Linked DNA regions of Mus musculus: all the other regions are linked to region 2. A link is a contact called in public ChIA-PET and HiChIP or PLAC-seq data. All regions are on one chromosome and are shown on one strand. The core of a region is the stretch at or near the end of the contact, and the rest is flanking DNA. Distances in the headings are between cores, read along the strand shown.

What was found. ChIA-PET counts read pairs in DNA pulled down with a chosen protein or histone mark. HiChIP or PLAC-seq counts read pairs in DNA pulled down with a chosen protein or histone mark.
Region 1: an H3K27ac HiChIP or PLAC-seq map of embryonic stem cells shows a contact between it and region 2, with 5 times the contacts expected there. The contact joins the enhancer-like site here to the promoter of Dscc1 in region 2. A contact is called at or near these places in 4 of 39 promoter capture datasets (embryonic stem cells, neutrophils and stem cell-derived epiblast-like cells) and 2 of 115 datasets of contacts at active chromatin or transcription factors (both in embryonic stem cells).
Region 3: a contact with region 2 is called in an RNA polymerase II ChIA-PET map of memory CD8 T cells, with 23 read pairs. The contact joins the enhancer-like site here to the promoter of Dscc1 in region 2. A contact is called at or near these places in 9 of 39 promoter capture datasets (the C10 cell line, embryonic stem cells, hippocampal neurons and 4 more) and 1 of 115 datasets of contacts at active chromatin or transcription factors (memory CD8 T cells).

Annotation. Positions count from the first base shown.
Region 1 is chr15:55,876,232-55,880,535 of GRCm38.p6, forward strand. All of the region lies in intron 1 of Sntb1 (syntrophin, basic 1), which reads right to left. Among named protein-coding and RNA genes, the nearest start is that of Sntb1, 29 kb to the right of the region's middle. Within about 2 kb of position 2,195, at least 13 of the 459 cell types and tissues checked have an H3K27ac peak or open chromatin away from gene starts, as enhancers often do. A contact at or near this core is called in embryonic stem cells, where this site is marked.
Region 2 is chr15:55,087,227-55,091,880 of GRCm38.p6, forward strand. It overlaps Dscc1 (DNA replication and sister chromatid cohesion 1), which reads right to left and starts at 3,265. Exons shown (of 9, transcript NM_183089.3): 1 at 3,000-3,265; 2 at 1,729-1,897; 3 at 376-510. The coding sequence starts at 3,199. The region is part of intron 2 of Gm41325 (a long non-coding RNA gene); the gene reads left to right.
Region 3 is chr15:55,849,944-55,854,729 of GRCm38.p6, forward strand. All of the region lies in intron 1 of Sntb1 (syntrophin, basic 1), which reads right to left. Among named protein-coding and RNA genes, the nearest start is that of Sntb1, 55 kb to the right of the region's middle. Within about 2 kb of position 1,333, at least 51 of the 459 cell types and tissues checked have an H3K27ac peak or open chromatin away from gene starts, as enhancers often do. A contact at or near this core is called in memory CD8 T cells and pre-B cells, where this site is marked.

The sequences.
Region 1 (4,304 bases), core at 945-3,444, 790 kb after region 2:
GAGACGTACTATTGAAAGGGCAAGCCCTTCACTGCCTCCCACCCAAATAAAAAGGCCAATTGGCCTTGTACTACAAGAGCCGGTCACTCCTTCTCCCTGTTTCCCACCTATCTTCCAAAAATGCTAAGGAATTCAACTTAGTGTTATTTTCACATCGTTCAGTCAAACTTAGCCAGAGTTCCAAACGCCCTACTTAAAATTCAACTAGAAAGTTACCTACCAAGTACTAATTAGCATTATAAAGTCAGAGTCTGCAGCTCCAGGCCTTTCAGTTGTTTACTAGAAAGGACAGTCTTAAGCCAGATACAGTTTACCATAAGAAAAGTTAAAGATTCCCAGTGAAGCAAGTTTTTTCTTTAGCCCTAGATTCCAGGCAGAACTATTGAGCATAGATAATTTTCCCCCCTCAGGCCAGCTTTTTCTTTTTTTTTTTATTTTGTTAATAACAGGGAGGAGATGTAGTCTCCCCTCCCCTAGCCTGAAACCTGCTTGCTCGGGGTGGAGCTTCCTGCTCATTCGTTCTGCCACGCCCACTGCTGGAACCTGAGGAGCCACACACGTGCACCTTTCTACTGGACCAGAGATTATTCGGCGGGAATCGGGTCCCCTCCCCCTTCCTTCATAACTGGTGTCGCAACAATAAAATTTGAGCCTTGATCAGAGTAACTGTCTTGGCTACATTTCTTCTTTTGCCCCGTCTAGATTCCTCTCTTACAGCTCGAGCGGCCTTCTCAGTCGAACCGTTCACGTTGCGAGCTGCTGGCGGCCGCAACAGACAGTAAATAGGCAAAGATGGTGCCAGAGAGGCCTCCTAGCCAGGTGACATTATTCATTCAAGGGACCTTCACCAATGTCAGATGTTGGTGGTACCACGATCGTTCAGGAAACAAAGAGGAAAACAGGCCCTGTCAATCAGACATCTAACAAGTCACCAAGGTCACTTGTATGAAACAATAACTTAAAAAAAAATCAACTGAACACTGTTCTCTGAGATCTAAGACAGAGATCTGAATGTCTATGGGGAGTCTCATGGAAAGCTTCCTTGAGAAGTCTGGAACGGGTCTTGGAATGAGTTGTGTGGATGTGAGCAACAGGAAGCCTGATGGGAGACGCCTATAATGTGTTGTTAGCTGTAGTCCAGAACTGAGACTTCAGATGGGTTATGCTAGGCTTCAACGATTTGGAGAAACAATTTCAATACCTTACACAATGTCTCTTGGTAGTAGATAAGGACACAATCTTGTCTGGCCCCTTTAAGAACCCTTAAGTTCATAAATGAAAAACATGTGGAAAAAAAAAAACAATTATGATCGACCAAGGCAAGAACAGGAGGAAAATGGTTAGAGCCAGCATCCCCTGTACGGTCACTGTACCAAACATTGTGACTTTCTCTTTCCTAGTACTTGATATTCAGAAGTGCTCTGTGAAGTATGTACTTTTATAATAGACAAAGGCAAGACAAGGAGAGTAATTTACTCATTCAAAAGTAATTACTCAAGATCCCTTAATAAGACTATGGAGGGTGCTGAGCCTCAAGGTCTCAGCCTCAGGACTTTAGGTCGTATTCTTTAATCACTGTACAGTTGCTTGCCTATGATTTTCTATAGGAAAAGCACCAACATTTACTGAAAACTTGATGCTAGATTAATTCTCCCTTGAGGTTGAGATGTATCCATAATATATGTGAGACAATGGAGATTCCAGAAGGAAAAGCATCTTCAGATCTGCTTGTCTAACTCTGGATCCCATCTCCCTTCCAGTAAATCAGAGAGACGTGAAAGGCAAAGCCACCGATGACCCCAAGAGGTCTCAGGCAGCTTAGAGATGTGGACAGTGATGAAGTGAATCGAAAATAAAGAGTAAAAATGTAGCTGCTGTGAAGGAGGAGAGACTATGCCAGGTGTGGAAGGAAATGGAGGAGAAACAAAGAGTCACTCACAAGCAGCAGGTCAGATGTGTGCTGTGGGTACCCTATGGTAGTCACAGGGCTGCCTTGAATGCTTCAGCCCGTCTGATGGACTACCGGGCTCTTCCATGCTGAAGGAAGTGAATGTGTTCTGGTGTGTCTAGGGGACACTAGAAGCTGTTTATGATGGGAAAATGCTCAACCCTATTTGCATTTAGACAGATCTCCTTGGCAGTCTTATGACATATGGAGTGAAGGAGAGGCAGTAATTGGATTCCTTGAGGTGGCAGAATTGACGGAACCCAGTGAATGAGAGAAAGGAGTGTGGGATGAATCTAAGGTTTCTAGTGTGGGAGCCTGCTTGCAGACTGCAAAAAAAAACTGAAGAGAAATAGCAATTTTCTGGGAAGAAATAGTAAGTTCAACCTTGGCATGTTGAGTTTGAAAAGGCTTTGGTACAGAACGAGACTATATATGGGACAGTTCACAGATAATTCTGGAAATTGGGGGGAAATGTAAAGTTATTTTTTCACTCTGCTCTTGTCTAAAACTCAAAGAAATAATATGATCAAGATCAGGCAGGTCAACAGTTACTCTGGCCTGTTTTTGTTGGTTTTGTCGTCTCATAAAAGGGAGGTGTGTGTGTGTGTGTGTGTGTGTGTGTGTGTGCATGCGCACGTGTATACATGTGCATTTACCTCCTTCTCTTCTTCATGTACTTGAAATCTACAGAACCCAACCCTAATTGAAGTGATCTTAATTCTGTAACAACCATAACCACATCCCAGTGGCCTGGCTCTGGACACAATGTGAGCTTTGGAGTTCTCTGTTGTGGTGAGTCCTGCTCTGGCCTGAGGCACGTGAAGGCAAGATCAAAGCTCACAGTGCAAATATTGTTCTGATTAAAAACGAACTTTCTTTTGATGTGGGGAGCCAGTCAACTTCTAATGTTGGTAGGAATAATGAATAACGGGGGCATTTAGTGAAAAGGCAAGGACGATGAGGGCAAAGCCGTGGAGACAGAGAAGGAAGTGGAGATGGAAAAGGAAGGAAGGAGGGAGGGAGGAAAAATGAGAATAGAAACTAAATAGAGACATGGTAGACAGGGAGAATAAATGAATGAATAAAATCACTAATATGGAATGGTGGGAAGGGGGGAGAGAGAGAGAAGGGGAGGAGGGAAGAAGAAGGAATAAAGGAAGGAAGAAAAAGAAGCTAAGTGTCTCAGGAACAAAGCAAGGGTCCACAGGACAATCCTTGTGCCCCTCCTGTATTGAAGGCCTGTTCTGTGGTGGAGGAAGGATCAGGGCATCTCCATTTTACTCCCTCATACTGTCAATTGCTTGTGGGGCTTGAGAAAACCCCTGGCTCTTAAGCTCTATTCCCTTAAACTGACATGAGGAATCCCCCTGGGTACTGTAACAGCTGTTTAATCTTTTATGCCGTGGCTCTTCCCAGGAGATGTCTTCTTGCCCTGGCAGACCACCTTCTGTATTTCTTGAGGAGAAGGACATCTACATTATTACAGAGTAATGAGACACAGGGAGGATATCTGACCCATTTGTACAAATCATAGAGATAGGTAAAGGACCTAGGCCACATCCACTGTGGAGACATCTTACATCTTAGGATGATGATGAGAATGCACAACAAGCTCTCATAAATGCATAAATGCTTATGTTTCACAGATTACCTTTATTTATGACCAATATAAAACGTCATTAAGAACTACGTCTACAGTCTCAACTAGGGGCCTTTCACAAACGTGAGGCCGAGTGCTAAGCAGCCCACCTGCTTCTTCTCGCAGTAAGCCTGGTCATTACACTATTCCCAGGAGTTCAGCATACCATTGGACACATGGCAGATAATGAGAAAGCATTTGCTAAATGAATAAATGCAGATATGGATGAATAAACAGCCTCCATGTCCTTGGGCTCTGCATAGTTCATTATGAAAATTATAGGTGGCAATATGTTCTCTGAGAAACACGCAGATCCAAATCATGCCTGCTGTCTGGAGAGATCCCCAGAAACCATCTCCCACTAACAGATCTAAGGGAAAGAAGTAGAAATTAACGAGAATAGGACTAATCCTTCAGGTCTAACCCTAAGTATCTAATGCTCTTTCTCAACTAGGACCCATTGCTACTCTCTGGATACAGAAAGAGGAACGTCTGGACTTGTCAGAGGCCAGGGCTTAGGGTTTTTGGAAAAGTACCTTCCATTGATTTTATTTTTGTTGCATGCTTTGTCAATGTTTTGGGGGAAGATTAGGAGGTTTAACAAATATACTTGCCCTGTAGATAAGTAGGAGTCTCAAAAAGTGTCAGATGTGGCGTTTTGGAAAATCCTAGAGAATGGTCATGGTGCAAATGATTAAGGTAGCCATTCTCCACACG
Region 2 (4,654 bases), core at 2,015-4,514:
ATTACAGAGGGCTGTACCAGCAGGCTGGGCTCCTGCTTCCCTTCAGAGGTCACATGAAGTCCAGCCCGTTTACATGGCAGCAGCCTGGACAGCCTGCTGCTTTCTATCTCGCCAGACCACTTCATATTTGAAACCTTTATCATGCACGTTTTAGAGAAGTGAGACTGCCACCCATGATAACAAGGTATGGTGGCACACACCTACAGTCCTAGCACATGAAGAAGCAGAGGCAGGGGGATAGCTACGAGTTCCGGGCCAGCCAAGTCTACAGTGCGAGATTCTTAACCTCCCCTTGTCTCCCTGCCAAATTTTAAACTTTTAAGAAATTAATTACATTTTAAAATTTCAAATAAAACCAGGAAATACAATTCTTACTTTTGAGCGGCTTGCATCCTCTTCTTTCTGACTGTCAGGGCCTTCGTAGGTATTTTCCATTAGAAGTCTCTTTAGCTTTTTTAACTTAGGTCTGCATCTTCTTAATTCCCAATAATTATTAGAGAAGCCAAAGATCTAGAAATCACAATGCAGCCTTCAGTGACCTTTCCAAAGATAAAACATTTCCACAGAGTGCTCCTTGCTCAAGAACACACAAAAGATAGCCGTGGACCCTTTCCGGGCTTCCATGACAATTCCACCAACCAGATGGGAACAAGTGAACGTATAAAGTCAGTAAGAGAAGTGCCAAGCACGGGCATGCACAGTGGCACATAGAATATGCGAAGACCAGACATCCATACGCATAAAATAGAAATAAATAGAACCTCCAAAAATCAAAAACAGGGCTTGGCGTGGCAGCACATGTTTCTAATCCCAGCACTCAGGAGATAAAGGGAGGTGGATTTCCAGACCAGCTTGGTCTATAAACGAATTCCAGGCCAGCCTGGGGTACATAGCGAGACCTTGTCTCAAAAAGACAAAACAAGTAAACAAAGATAGCAACCACAGTGGGGGATCTGCCTAGTCCTAGCCCTCAGAAAGGAAGTTCAAGATCAGCCTGGGCTACAGTGAGAGATGGTCTCAAAACACAACAGCATGGAAAGGGGGCTCAATGCTGGAGTACTTGCCCAGCGTGCCACAATGCCCTGGGTCTGACCCTGAGCACGACCGTATAAACCAGGTATGGGGGCATAAGGCCTGAGACCCCAGCATGTGGGGTTGGGAACAGGATGCTCTGATGTTCAGGGTCACCCTCAGCTGTATGGCAAGTTTAAGGCTAGCCTGGGCTACATGTGTCACACATCCTGTTTCACACACACACACACACACACACATACACACATACCCGGCAGCTAACAATTATCTGTAACTCCAGTTCCAAAGAGGACCTGACACCCTCTTCTGGCCTCCAAGGGCATGCACATGGTTCACAGACCTGCCTGCAGGCAAGACACCCCCACCACACATACACAAACACAAACACAAACACATTTTTTACAAAATAAATTAAATTAAAAAAAAAAAGAATTAGTTACCTAATAAACTCACTACATTAAGAGAAAGACCAGCTGGTCGTGGTGACACACGCCTTTAATCCCAGCACTCGGGAGGCAAAGGCAGGTGGATTTCTGAGTTTGAGACCAGCCTGGTCTACAAAGTGAGTTCCAGGACAGCCAGGGCTATACAGAGAAACCCTGTCTCGAAAAACCAAAGGGGAAAAAAAAAAGTTTTTAACCAAAGGCAAGCTTGGAACACAAACCGCCACTGCCAGACTCAGGTACAAAGCGGTACCTCCGTGTGAACGATGGCACTTGGTGTTTCCTCCTCCTTCAGCTGGTCTGGAGTTTTGCATCCAGGGATGAAAAGCAGCATGTTGGATGTGTCTGCTATCTTCAGGTCGTAGGTTTTGTCTTTACTGCACAACACAGCCTGTTCATCCTTATCTCCTCTAATCACAAAGCTACAGGCAAATGGAGGGGGGGGGTAAAGACATGGCTTATTGAGACTCTAGTGGATAGCTCACTTTAAATAACTCCCAAATCGGGGACTAGAGAGATGGCTCAGCGATTAAGAGCACTGACTGCTCTTCCAGAGGTCCTGAGTCCTGAGTTCAAATCCCAACAACCACATGGTGGCTCCCAACCACCCATAAGAGATCTGATGCCCTCTTCTGGGGTGTCTGAGGACAGCTACAGTGTACTTACATATAATAAATAAATAAATCTAAAAAAAAAGAAAGAAAGAAAGAAAAAATAAGTCCCAAATCCTGTGGCTTCTAGATTTAAAATTAAACCTTGGGAGTGTGGTGCTTTGAAAGAGGACCCCGCCCCCAAACACAGGCTCAGACATTTGAACACTTAGTCCCCAGTCCACAGCCCTATCTGAGGAGGGGTTGGGAGGTGTAGCCTTACTGGAGGAAGTATGTCACTGAGGGGGAGCTCTGAGAGTAAGAGCCTTGCCCACTTGCAGTTCAGTCACTCAGCTTTGTGCTTGCCATAAAAGACATGATCTCAGCCTAGGATTTAAAATCCAAGGTCTTGGCAGCAACTTTGTAGTTGACCCGGAATTAAAAACAGATCCAGATCTTCAGTAAGTGACCCCAACCAACCCCCGGGCTACACGCAGCAGTCTGCATTAGGCTTTAAACTTCTGTCTCGTTTGTCCCATCTGCGGTTCAAGGAGAAGAAACCCAAGTGGCAAGCCAAGAACTCTCTCTACAGGCACTGCTACTACATTCTGAGATTGAACGAGTGTTTCTGTGGAGTACTTGGCATCAGTACTGAGCCCTCCAAAGCTCCCTGGAGCTTCCTTCTTGACACTCCCCCGCTGACACCTGGCTCTAAATTCCCTGGAGTCCTGCTAACAAGGCAGTCTAGCAAATGCTGAATCCTCCTGACAGATGACAGCAAGCTGAGGACCCGCCCATCGGCCTGTACGGGCCCAATCAAAGCAACTCTCTGCACCAGTTCCTCCTTCCGAGTTCCCCGGGCTACGCCGGGCGGGTAGGCGGCCTCTTTGAGGCCGGGGAATCGGCGCTCCCGAGCCCCACCATCCCGGCTCACCTGTCCCCGGCCTCCAGCTGCTGGCACAGTGCTGGTTCCAGCTCCAGCAGGCAGAAGTCGCCGGTGGCCGCGCCGCCGGTCCCGGAGCTGAAGCTCAGGCAGTGCACCGTGGGCAGCAGCTCGGTGGCGTTCAGCTTGGCAACCTGCAGCGTCGCGTCCACTTCCTCGCGGGTCCTCCGGGAAGCGCTCGGCGGGGACATCTCGCAGCACGGAGAGGGGTGTGTCCTCGACCTAAACTCCCGGGACTTCAAAAGCGCGCCAAATCCGCCCGAGCCGACTTCCGGGGCGGGACGGGGCGTGTCCCGAGGAAGTCGGAAAGTATCTGGACTCGCGAGTCCTTCTGCAGCCCACTGACAGCGTGCAAGTCCCCGGTTGCTGGGGAGAAGCACGGTTTCCCCCATGAGGACTCCAGGAAGGTCCTGTTAGCAATTCTGGGTCCCCACGGGGCCAAGCACGGCTCTTGCACTCACCCCTTCCGCCACCCTGTGCCCACCCCCTTCTTTCCCGCCAAAGCTCCTTTTCCTCGCCTGCTGCGGTGGGTCCCGTGATGAGCTATGTCTGTGCAGAATTTCATTAAGCCGTTAAAACAACCCAGTAAGGCAGGATCCTGTCGATCCTGTCATGCAGAAGCGAGCAGAATGCTTGCCAATGGTGGCGCAGCCTTGAGATGGCAAAGTCTGAATCCAGCTTGATGTATGTATGGTGGTTCCAAAATAGCCTGCCCAGTGTTGTGCAGGACCAAGAACCAGATCCTGGCAGAATAAGATGTCATTTGTTTGGACTTCGAGACCATCCTAGATGGAAGGTAGCTTGCCTCCCGTTCGTTAAATACTTCATTTGTGCTAAGTGGCGCTTGAGACTTCTACACAGAAACAGCCCGCCTGGTATGCTCCTGGGAGAGTCTGGCTAACTCAGCATTACAGGGTGTGATGTTTTCTTGACCAAAGTTTACAATGACGTGAAACTGTTTTAAGATGAAAACCCATTCATAGACTCACATCCATGCACCTGAAACTGATGTGCGAGCTCTCTAAGGGATGCTGCCGGCAGACCCCTGCAGACTGGCCACCCATAAAAGTTGAAACAGTAAGAGGAATAATTGTCTTCAGAGAGGGTGGTTTCTCACTCCTTCCTGTAAAACAAACAAATGAATAAATAAAAAGGGAGGCCAAGGTGACCCCAGTCCATCAGGTTAAAAACCGACATGAGCCAGGTAGTGCTGGCACCATACCTTTAATCCCAGCACTCAGGAGGCAAAGGGAGGACCTCTGAATTCTAGACCAGCCTGGACTATAGAGCAAGTTCCAGGACAGCCAAGGCTACACAGAGTAACATTGTCTAGAAAAACAACAAGCAAAAACATCTGAGTTGCCAAAGGGTAGTTTAGTTCCAGCACTCAGGAGGCAGAGGCTGGCGGATCTGAGTTCGAGGCCATTCTGGTCTACATAGTGAGCTTCAAGCCAGTCAAGGCTAAATAGACCCCCCCCCTCTCTCTCTCTCTCACACACACACACACACACACACACACACAAAACAAAAAAAAACAAAAATCGGATCGAATAAGAAAAATGATGGAACAATATCCTGAATATGAAAGTACCACGAATTTATTAGTGGCTATCACTAAGATGGCTCAAAGTTAAAAGTGCTTGCCA
Region 3 (4,786 bases), core at 83-2,582, 760 kb after region 2:
GTCACATAAATAGAAATGATGGAATAGCAAAAAAAAAATGTAGCCATCAAACTTCTGCGGTCTGGGAACTGTGGTCTGGAAATTAAGCATGAAGGTTCTATTTGCTAAGGCATCTGGCACATGCAGTAATGGTGGAGACTGGATGGTGAAGCGATTAGCTGTCTGGGAAAGTCAGGCTCAGGTTTCAGGAGTTCTGTGGCCCCACTGAATCATTTTTGGAGTAGCCTCTAGAAAATGAAACACATTAGGTCTTCGATTTGCCCACCATCTCAGGACAGAGAATTCCAGAGAAAAAAAATAAAAGCATAGAAATTCCTTCCGGGAGCAAAGCGGTTACCATTTCAGTGCCCAGAACACAAAAATGGTACGGAAACACTGACAACGGACACACACTTTTGTCACCATGTGGTGCAGTGCTCTGGTTTCATTAGACATGGTGGGATGGAAAGATGAGGGGCAGACAGACTCAGGCAACTCTATGCCCAGCCATGCGCCTTCACAGCTGTAGGAACGGGATAAAATGCACCTGTTAGAGCTTGCATTTCCTGTTCGACATACATGAGAGCACTAACACCATTAAAGTGACTTTTGAGGTTGTTAGTAATAATATCTCTCTCAAGTGGTGTGGTACCCGGTGCTCAGTATAAAAACTATACAGGCTGGCTGTAATGTAAATGCACGACACAAAGCAAGCAAATACAAGCCACATGCCATCATTACAGCTATTGTTTTTAACATTTGTTACTAGAGTTGTCTTAATTTGCCAGGCTTTTAAAAAATGGAATCAGTGTCAGGTCTTTTTAAAAAAATTAGAGTGGTTTAGTCCAGTGATAAATTAGGAAGTCTTAGCTATACCCTATTTCTAGCTATTTCTTTCAACAATCTGTTTTTTCCCCAACTTTTACAATTAACTCTTGGGAAAACTTGAACACTAAATAGGAAGGAAAATAGTCTTTCTTCTGTGTGCTTCAACCCCAGTTGTGACCAAGGCTGTGTATTAAACTTTCCCTTTCATTGGATGCTAGCAGTTGACCTACTGAAAAGTTTTCTCATTCTGAAGGAGTCTACTTAAATGTATTGATTTTTCCATGTCTCAGAGTTGGTTCAATATACTTAACACGCACGATTGCAGTTCTTCTATACACCCATCTTCTGAAGTTTATTCTACTTTGCTGGCCATGTCCTGTGGTTGCCTGTGTACAGGGAAGAGGTTTTGTCTTGTGGTTGCCTGTTGAATTTTTGGGTTGTTATGAAAGTCTTGTATATAAATGTTGATAAAGATTTGCAAAGAAGGAAACTGAAACAGAATAAGAGGCCGTTAGAATCAAGTGCCTGTCTTGGGTTTTTAGTTGCACAGTATGGCTGGGCGTGGCTCAGTGACTGCTCTCTGGTTCTATGCTGCTACATGCTCTCTGTGACCGGACCAGACCCTCATAAATTTGGATTCTGTTTTCTCTTTGGGGGAAGAGACTGCCTGAGTATTTGAGTCAGAGCAATCATATGGTTCTCCCAAAGTTTTTATATTTTTACTTTATAAACCTCTAGACATCAGGGTTTATGAAGAAAGTATTCAACTTAAATAGATTATTTTAAGCCAGGCAGTGGTGGTGCACGCCTTTAATCCTAGCACGTGGGAGGCAGAGGCAGGCGGATTTCTAAGTTCGAGGCCAGCCTGGTCTACAAAGTGAGTTCCAGGACAGCCAGGGCTAGACAGAGAAACCCTGTCTCAAAAAAACCAATCAAATAAAGCAAGCAAGCAAGCAAGCAAGCAAGCAAGCAAACAAACAAACACCAACACCACCTCTGAGGAAGCCACCACACGTAAGCTAGGTGGTACCTTCCTGTTTATACCTGTCCCATGTCACTTAATCATTTACTGTGCCTATTGTCTCACATCTTTATGGCTACTCCCTGAAGGCAAGCATTGGGGTCTGGTCTCCACTCCACTGTATTATACAGCAACACCCTAAAACCTTCATATTCACAGGACTGAGCCCAGTGTCTGTTACATTGCATGAACACAATAGTTATTCCGAATCCATGCTTTCATCTAAGCAATCATTCAATCATTATGTCTATAATGTGAAAAAAATTCAGTGGGATCATCACTGGATCACAGCACCTGGCTAGCTTGAAATTCCTTCATTAGTGATTTGTCTGTCAAGCTGGCTTTTCTAGGTGTTTCGTAACTCAGATAACACACACGTTTTGTCCGTCTTCACTTCTTCTCAATTGTTGTTCCCAGAGGCAGGCCTCTTTGCTCTGACTTGTAAAAATGGTGCCAGTACAATTTGTAAAATGTTCTCCGAGTCTCTGAAGGAAGATGCTGTAGAAAGGGAATTGATTACAAAATAATTGAATACACTGGGGGTGTATCTGGTTTTCTGTTTAAATGGAATCGACTAAGGAAGGGTCAGGGATGCTCCTTTGTTCAGGGAAAGATGTGAGAAGATAAGGAGGAGAAAGAAGAGGAAGGGATGTTTCCATCTGTCATGAAGTGTCAGGTGGAAAATGAAAGGCAGGCTGCCATCTTCCACGTGGAACCAGGTTTATGCATGAGAAAAGGGAATTCTGATTTAAGTATGGGAAGGGTTCCTGGTGAATACAAATGAACCCTTCCTCCTGGAGCCTCGGCTCCAATATACTACAACTCGGGTGCTGAAACCTCACAGAATAAGCACACAGCTTAAATATGACAGGAGGTTTCCAGGGAGAGAAATCTTACCTGTGATTCCTAGATTTCATTGAATTACCCACCTATTATTGCCAAGAGAACAAGTTGGCTAGGACAGAGTCGTAGTATAAAATGGAGACGTTTTGATGAGGCTAGACAATGCAGGGAGGTTTCATATGTCAGCAAAAGGACAAGTGAGGGAGTTCAGTTACACCAAGGAGGAAATACAGGTGTGTAGGGGAAGGGGAGGGCAGGTAGTGTGGAAAAAACCCACAGCCTTTGAAGTTTAATGAATTCATCTAGGCCAAGATCATGTTGTACATATTAAGACAATCTCGGAGACTATGCAAAGGTGTTTCCTAGTAATGACTGACAACTGGGTAGAGAGAGGGGTCATTTCAGACAGGGTGTTTTTTATGAAACTTCTTGTAGTCATTTTTCTCTGTACCTACTTCCACTTCTTTTTCTTGCAGCAGATTCTGATATCTTTGTGATTTGAAATTTTCCAAGCTACAGCTTATGTGCAAGAAGCCTGTCTCAACGATCATGCCTGCACCTGCCTTGGTGACAACTTTGGCATTGGCATTGGGAGAAAACATCTGGTCTTACAGCTGGCCCCAATTTATCTTTACCTTTACAAGTTTGTCTTGGGATTCAAGGGCTTCTTTCCAATTAACTATTATATAAAAAAGAGAAAACAAAACCAATTCCCCAGCAAGCAGCACCATCAGCTGCCAGTTACATAACCAGGAACCACCTACTTAACCTCTACAGCTTCCATTTATCATTTTTATAAAATGAAAATAATGCCAGTATGAGGACCAAGGAGAAAAAACTTGCAGAACAAATAGGTGCAGTTCCTGCACTCAGTGGGTACCCAACATTGTCGTGGGCAGCTTTTCTAAACTGTTCTCTTTCGCTTACCTTGTTATAGCTCAAACTAGCTATAAGGGTGCAACTTCTCACATTGCTCAATGAATTTTGAATTTCATAGGCCGTCTTGGTATTGTAGCCTGCACCAGATGTTGGTCCCCATACCCCTCACCACCCGTAGCCCATGAACCTCCTTTATAAACTAATTTATCTCATTAAAAAAACATACATAGTAAGAAGGGAAGACAATCAAATTGGAAGAGATAATTAGCAAGAGGCAAGCCTAAATGAACGAGGACAGGTTTAAATGGTTCATTAGACCTCATGGTAATGAGAAAGCCAATTTGATATTGGGGCAAGCACCTTGGCTAGGTTAAAGCTTCTAAAATCACTGGAGTTAGTTATTAATACATACATACATTCATAATACACATATACATATGTATTTATATTTTTTATATGTGTATTATATATGTTTGCATACACATATATATTCTATATACTTTTCTATATGTGATTATACATATATAATTTAAGGGTCTTTTTCTTAACATATGATCATTAATTTCCTCTTACATAAATTGAAAAGTACTCTGGCCAGCTTTATAAGAGCTGTCCTTAGCATTGTAAAATAAATAAATAATGTGCCCTTTTCTAAAATCTTTTTTAGAGTCACTAAGTCTGATCACACATGGGTGTTTCAGAGCCCTGCGCTCACACACACTTGGGCAATTGGTGATAATATGAGACTCGAAGGCTCCTCTAGATCCTAGAGCAGTGGTCCTCAGCCTTCCTAATGCCGTGGCCCTTTAATACAGTTCCTCATGTTGTGGTGACCCCCCCCCCCCCAACCATACTATTATTTCGTTACTATTTCATAACTCTAATTTTGCTACAGCTATGAATTATAATTGTAAATGTCTTTGATTCCCAGTTATCTCAGGCGAGTAAAAGGATCATTTGAATCCCAAAGTGGTCCTGACCCACAGGTTGAGAACCTCTGTCCTAGAAGAACCCCATCTTAAATACATCTAAAGAGAAAGAGTCCACGCTGTAGACTGGCTTCGCCATAGGCTCAGTTTGTCACAGGTACACAGTAGGGAAGAATTGAACAGCTTTACATTGCTTTAGTTCCTTCCCATCCATCCCCGTTCCTTCTCCTACTGATTGACCGCATTTTCCGTTTAGGTCACACCCTCCTGTTGAGCAGAACCACCATCGGTTACCATCTCACAATCC